Regions from separate parts of the Canis lupus genome. Here region 1 is linked to region 2. A link is a contact called in public Hi-C data. All regions are on one chromosome and are shown on one strand. Each heading gives the region's core, a stretch centred on a gene start, on an enhancer-like site or on the middle of the called end of the contact. The rest is flanking DNA. Distances are from core to core; before and after follow the strand shown. Region 1 holds the start of ZNF8 (zinc finger protein 8). Region 2 holds the start of ZBTB45 (zinc finger and BTB domain-containing protein 45).

The links. Hi-C and Micro-C count contacts between places; a contact is called where the count stands out from the background.
Region 1: a contact with region 2 is called in a Hi-C map of skin fibroblasts, with 3 times the contacts expected there. The contact joins the promoter of ZNF8 here to the promoter of ZBTB45 in region 2. A contact is called at or near these places in 2 of 9 Hi-C or Micro-C datasets (blood and skin fibroblasts).

What each region holds. Positions count from the first base shown.
Region 1 is chr1:100,407,305-100,410,069 of UU_Cfam_GSD_1.0, forward strand. ZNF8 (zinc finger protein 8) reads right to left here and starts at 1,378. Exons shown (of 4, transcript XM_038527508.1): 1 at 1,199-1,378. The coding sequence starts at 1,264. It overlaps LOC119875914 (zinc finger protein 883-like), which reads right to left. Exons shown (of 3, transcript XM_038525517.1): 3 at 1,388-1,809. The coding sequence ends at 1,388.
Region 2 is chr1:100,151,473-100,154,500 of UU_Cfam_GSD_1.0, forward strand. It overlaps ZBTB45 (zinc finger and BTB domain-containing protein 45), which reads left to right and starts at 1,267. Exons shown (of 4, transcript XM_038527505.1): 1 at 1,267-2,570.

The DNA.
Region 1 (2,765 bases), core at 128-2,627, 260 kb after region 2:
ATAATAATAATAATAATAATAATAATAATAATAATAATAATAATAAAAGGATCCTGTTAGTTTAGCAAGAATTACACCCACCCCTAACCCCAGGTATAAATTCCCACTTTTACTTGTTGTATTTGGAATTGAGTCCAATTCTGTAATGAAGTCTCTTTCTCCTATTCCAAAAGGTTCTGAATAAAATATCTTGACTGAGGGGATTCCTGGGTGGCTCAGTGGTTTAGCACCTGCCTTTGGCCCAGGGCTGATCCTGAAGTCCCAGTATCCGATCCCACATCGGGCTCCCTGCATGGAGCCTGCTTCTCCCTCTGCCTGTCTCTTCCTCTCTCTGTGTGTCTCTCGTGAATAAATAAATAAAAATCTTTAAAAAATATACCTTGACTGCTTTTATTAGTATCCATCTCTGTTTTACTTTAACAAGGCTCATTCCTGCCCCACCCATCCACAGTAAAAGCAAACTAAAGCGTGGTTACATTTAATGGAAATCTGCGATCCCTGGGTGGCTCAGTGGTTTAGTGCCTGCCTTCGGCCTAGGGCGTGATCCTGGAGTCCCGGATGGAGTCCCGCATCAGGCTCCCTGCATGGAGCCTGCTTCTCCCTCTGCTCTGCCTGTCTCATGAATAAATAAATAAAATCTTAAAAAAAAATAAATCTGCAATAACACTATCTGAAAACATGCAAATTGAAGGTTATCAATCTAAAATAATGCAAATCCTTGTAAACAACAAAAGACAGTATGTGCAAAATTTCAAAGACGTGGCCTTCAGGAATTATCAATTATTTTTGGTTCCTGCCACATGGAGATAGCATTTTATGGAGACCACAGTCTAGAATTGCCGAGCTTTGAATCAGGCACCTGCCCAGGTGGCCTTGCAAGCAGGGACCATCCTGGGTTCTAGTGGGCCCCACTGCGCCCCCGGTAGTCGCTCCCGCCACACTAATGCGGTGCGTGGTGACCAGTTCTTACCCTCAGGTTGGGCCAGGGGCCACGCGATGGAGGGCTCTCGGTGGGTGTTTGCTGACTCCATGAATTAGAGCATTTCTATTCTGTTAATATTGTCATCTCGGCGCTCCACTGACACCAGTTACTGTGAGCCATCACACAGCAGGCGGCCTTCAGGGAGCGGGGAAGGCTTAAAGGCTCAATACCTGTGGGAGTCGCTCGGCCCGCTGCCATCATTATTATTATTGTTACCTGAAGCCATTCCGCTGGCAGCCCCGTAGCCATCGCCAGTGCAGTCGGTTCCTCTTCGGGGTTCATCCTGGACCGACAGGTCGAGGACAGTAGCCCGCAATGGCCGTAAACACTATAGCAGCCCCAGCCTCAGGGACCACTCCGCTCTCCGCCCGCCGCACAATGGCGGCCGCGCTGGTGACGCTGCGACTACAACTCCCAGAAGACCGTGCGGCGCGCTGCAGGGCCTGACCAATGGAAGCTTTTATCTGTCGAGCCTTCCACCAATGAGAGCCTTCTGGTTTCGGGCCAATGGGACCGTCCAGCCGTCTGGCCTCCGGCCACTGGGGGCGCTCCTGCAGCAGACCCGGCTAGGCGGTGCTGGGTGGGCAGCTGCGGGCGGTGCTCTCCCAGGTACTGGGCAACTGGGTGTCTCCATGCCCGGGACGAAGGGGAGCGCCGACGAGCTGCGAAGGGATGAGGCTGTGAGGGATCGTCCTCCCCCAGCAGCTGGGGGTTCGCGTCTGCGCGCGGCCGCGGCGCCGGGATGGCCCGCAGGCGCCCGCGTTCCGCGGCGGTGGCTCCCGCGGCCCCGCGTTGAGATGCCAGCTTGCCCTCGCTGGAGGGGTGCCCTGCTTGGAAACCCGGGCCTGGGCGTCCTAGCTGGCCATGCTTTACTCTTCGGAGTATATACAGCCTTTGTACTTAAAACCTATTTCTAGGCGTCAAAATTACACGTGTAATTTTGCGTGTAAACGTTTTGTTAATATCATGGATATGGGGGCTTAGTGACCGGAAGGGGGCAGGCGCGGCTTCTAATGCTGATTGTGTTCTCTTTCTGGATTTGGGATGTTCCCTTTGCGATGTGTCATTTCTGTGGGTCTTTTAGGGTCCATTAAAATTTTTATTAATAAAGAAGAGAGAGGGACGCCTGGGTGGCTCAGCGGTTGGGCGCCTGCCTTCGGCTCAGGTCGTGATCCCGGGATCCGGGATCGAGTCCCGCATCGGGTTCCCTGCGAGGAGCCTGCTTCTCCCCCTGCCTGTGTCTCTGTCTCTCTGTCTCAGTCTGTGACTCTCATATAAATAGATAAGTCTTTTTTAAGAAATAGAAACAATCGAACCGTAGCAAATATTTCACTATTTATTTGTGCTAGAAACCGAGCACAGAGAAGAGATAGCTGCCCCCAAGGGGCTGATGGTGTAGTGAAGAGGGACAGAAAATAAATGAGAAACATGATACATCTATCAATAAGTAGTCATTGGCTGGGATAGAGCAGCTGGCAAAGTCCACACTCGCCCATCACTGTCCTCTCTTCTCTGCCTCTCCTAGCCCTCCCCCCACCCCAAGGACAGCAACCAGTCCGCTCTCTGCAGGGACATTTCCCCTGGACACCCCGCCCACCGCCCAGCGTGACCAGCGCAGAGGTCCCAGGACGCGCATTGGTCAAGCATCTTCATTCACTTGAGCAGGTGGCAGTGGCTGCATTGGGAATCAAGAAACCCGCACTGAATTTGGCCGCTAATGGGTACCAAAACAATTTCCAGGCAGTATTCCTTTCTCGGTGGGCAGAGAAGGTCCCAGGAGGAA
Region 2 (3,028 bases), core at 17-2,516:
AAACAACACACATCTATTAGCTTACTTTTCTGCTGGTCAGAAATCCAGGCAGTGACCTCTGCTCTAGGTCTCACAGAGGCTGCAATCAAGTTTTGGGCAGGACTGGGCTCTTATCTGAAAACTCTGGGGGAAAATTGGCTTCCCAGCTCATTCAGGCAGTTGGCAGATTCCAGTTCTGTGCAGTTGTAGACTGAGGTCCCATTTTCCTTGCTGGCTGTCATGTGAGCCTCTTTTCAGATTCTGGACACCCGCCCCCCCCCCATATTTCTTGTCACATGGGGTTTCAAAGCCCCTGGAATCCTTCTACTTCAATTCTCTCTTTTTCCCTCCTCTGCCTTGAAAGGCCTATGATTACCTTTGGCTTATCCAAGCAATCAAGGATCATCTCATTTTAAGGTCAGCTGGTTAGTAACCTTAATTATATCTGCCATGTACTGTTACTATGTATAAGTCCTGGATATGGGGGACACCTAGGTGGCTCAGCAGTTGAATGTTTGCTTTCAGCTCAGGGCATGATACCGGGTCCCGGGATCGAGTCCCGAATCGGGCTCCCTGCATGGAGTCTGCTTCTCCCTCTGTGTCTCTGCCTCTCTCTCTCTCTCTCTCTGTGTGTGTCTCATGAATAAATAAAATCTAAAAAAAAAAAAAAAAAAAAAGTGCATGGGCAGCCCCAGTGGCACAGTGGTTTAGCGCCGCCTGCAGTCCCACGTCGAGTCCCTGGAGACCCTGGATGGAGTCCCTGCATGGAGCCTGCTTCTCCCTCTGCCTGTGTCTCTGCCTCTCTCTCTCTCTCTCTCTCTGTCTGTGTGTGTGTGTGACTATGAATAAATAAAATCTTTAAAAAAAAAGTGCATGGAATCTTGGAAGGGGTATTTTAGAATTCTGCTCCCCTGTGACTGACAATGTCCCAGAATCCTGTGGAATCAGGCCCACGACAGGGTGAAGCTGCTGTTAGCACCTCCTTTCCTGATTCAGTAGTAGTAGCAGCAGCTGCCTGTCAAGGTGAGGGACACAGATGACTCCTACCCTTACAGGCCCTGTGATAGAAGACAGGGAGGCCTTCATTCAGGAGAGTCCCTGGAGGAGGTAGTGGCAGCTGAGCTATGTGAGAGAGTGCTACAAAAAGAGGGAATGGCACGAGCCAGCCTTGAGGTAGGTAGAACCAAGGAAGAATGAGCAGTGATAGGATTGGAGAGGGGCTACTGAGGCTGGGCAGGCCATCCAGAGGGGCCCAGATTCTGAAGAAAGACACTAAGGCCATTAGATTTGAGTTTTAATAAGGTTCCTCAGGGCATGGGCCACAGGATAGGCTGTCAGTACGGACAGTGGTTCCTCTCTTGACCTTTAACACATCTACAATACAGCTGCCCAAGGTGGGAGGCAGGTACTCTAATCTTGTCCTCATAGGTGAAGCTAAATCAGCACCCCTTCTCCCCCCATGCTGTATTCCACACATACTGAACAAGGCATGGGGTCCTCTGAGGTCTCAGGAATCTTCTGACTTTTTTGTCGTCCTGCCTGCCCTCTGGCCCTCATGAACAAAGCTTAAAACTAGGCCAGCCCACCATTCCAGCCTCACCATCAAGCCTGGTTCACGGTGTCCTGGATAGCCAACCCCATCAAGGTCCTTGAAGACCACGGCTGTTTCCTCTGCCCGGACAGCTCTTCCTACATATTCTGTCCCCTAAAGTGACTTCTGGTCTTTGGAGTCTGGCTGGTCATCACCATCCTGGCAGACGCACCACCCATCTCACCCCTGCCCTTCTTTTATTCTGAGGTGTCTCTCAGAGGGCTGCATGCAGAAGGCACTTAGTTCAATATCCACTCATTTATTTGTTCACCTCCTGCCCTGGGGCAGGTGGGCCTGCTGTGTGTGTGAGGAGGTAGGCGGCATAGAGACAGGCCACCTCCACCTTCTACCTGGACTCAGGCTTAGAGACAGAAGGGGCGGAAGGTGGTAGCCAGAGCCTGGGGTGGTGTCTGCTCCCTCATTACACTCGTAGCCGCCGGCGGGAGTGGAGGTAGGCTGCAGAAATGTCTCTGCTCTCCACGCAGGGCTGGAGTCCGGTGGACCAGAGAGGGCGAGCCCTACTGCTGCTTCCATTCATGTTAAGGGCTGAAGGCTGCCACCTGGGGTCGCAGTGCAGTCTGAGCCAGCCGAGACCAATCTGGGGCTTCAGACCGCATTTCCAGCCTGGGTCGCAGCGCTCCAGCTCCAGCACAGCGGGGAGCGCACGGGGGCGTGGCCCGCGGATGGACAGCGCTGGTCCCTTCTCTACCCCGTCCCTAAGGCGACACTGAAAGCGTCCTCTGGCACAGACATTCCTCGCTGCCCCCGCGCCAGAGCCTCTGAGACTTTAGTTCCGAGTCTGCTAGAACCGGAAGTGCAGCCTGGCAGCGGCGGCTGATCGCCATAGAAACACCGGAAACGTGCTCTGACCTAGCGCTCCCCAACTCCACAGCGCCTGCGGACTTGGGTTCCGCCAGCGTCGCAGCCCGAAAGTGCGGCCTTGTCGGTGGCGAGCGGGAGAAGACCACGTCCCGGCCTGGTGCCTGAGGAGGAGCCGGAGGTGGGGTCTTGCGGGCATCCCCCTGCTGCGGGGCCCACCGGCGGCGGGGCGTGCCAGGGGAGGGGTACCGGTGCTGGGCCTGGAGCGCACGCTGTGGACGTGAGGGGGCGCTGCAGGATGGGGGCATGGCTCTGGCAAGCGCGCGGAGGCGGGAAATACAGGCTGTCCCGGTCTGCAGCGGGTGCAGGCGGAGCGCATCAGAGAAGGGGCTCGCGGTTCAGGGGAGGGCGCGAGCAAGTGAGCAGAGTGTGAGAAGGGTGCTTGGATCAAAGTGTATGGGGTGGGCAAAGGCGTGGCAGCGCGAAGCGGCGCCATACCCGGAGGGTGGGCCTTTGTTCTGAAGCGCCAAGAAGGCCGTGCAGCTTCTGGACTGAATCAGAGACCGGGAGCAGGGCGGAGGTGGGTCGGAAAAGGCAGGCTTTAAAGCCGTCCGGGTTGATGCGCGGGTTTCCGCCCCA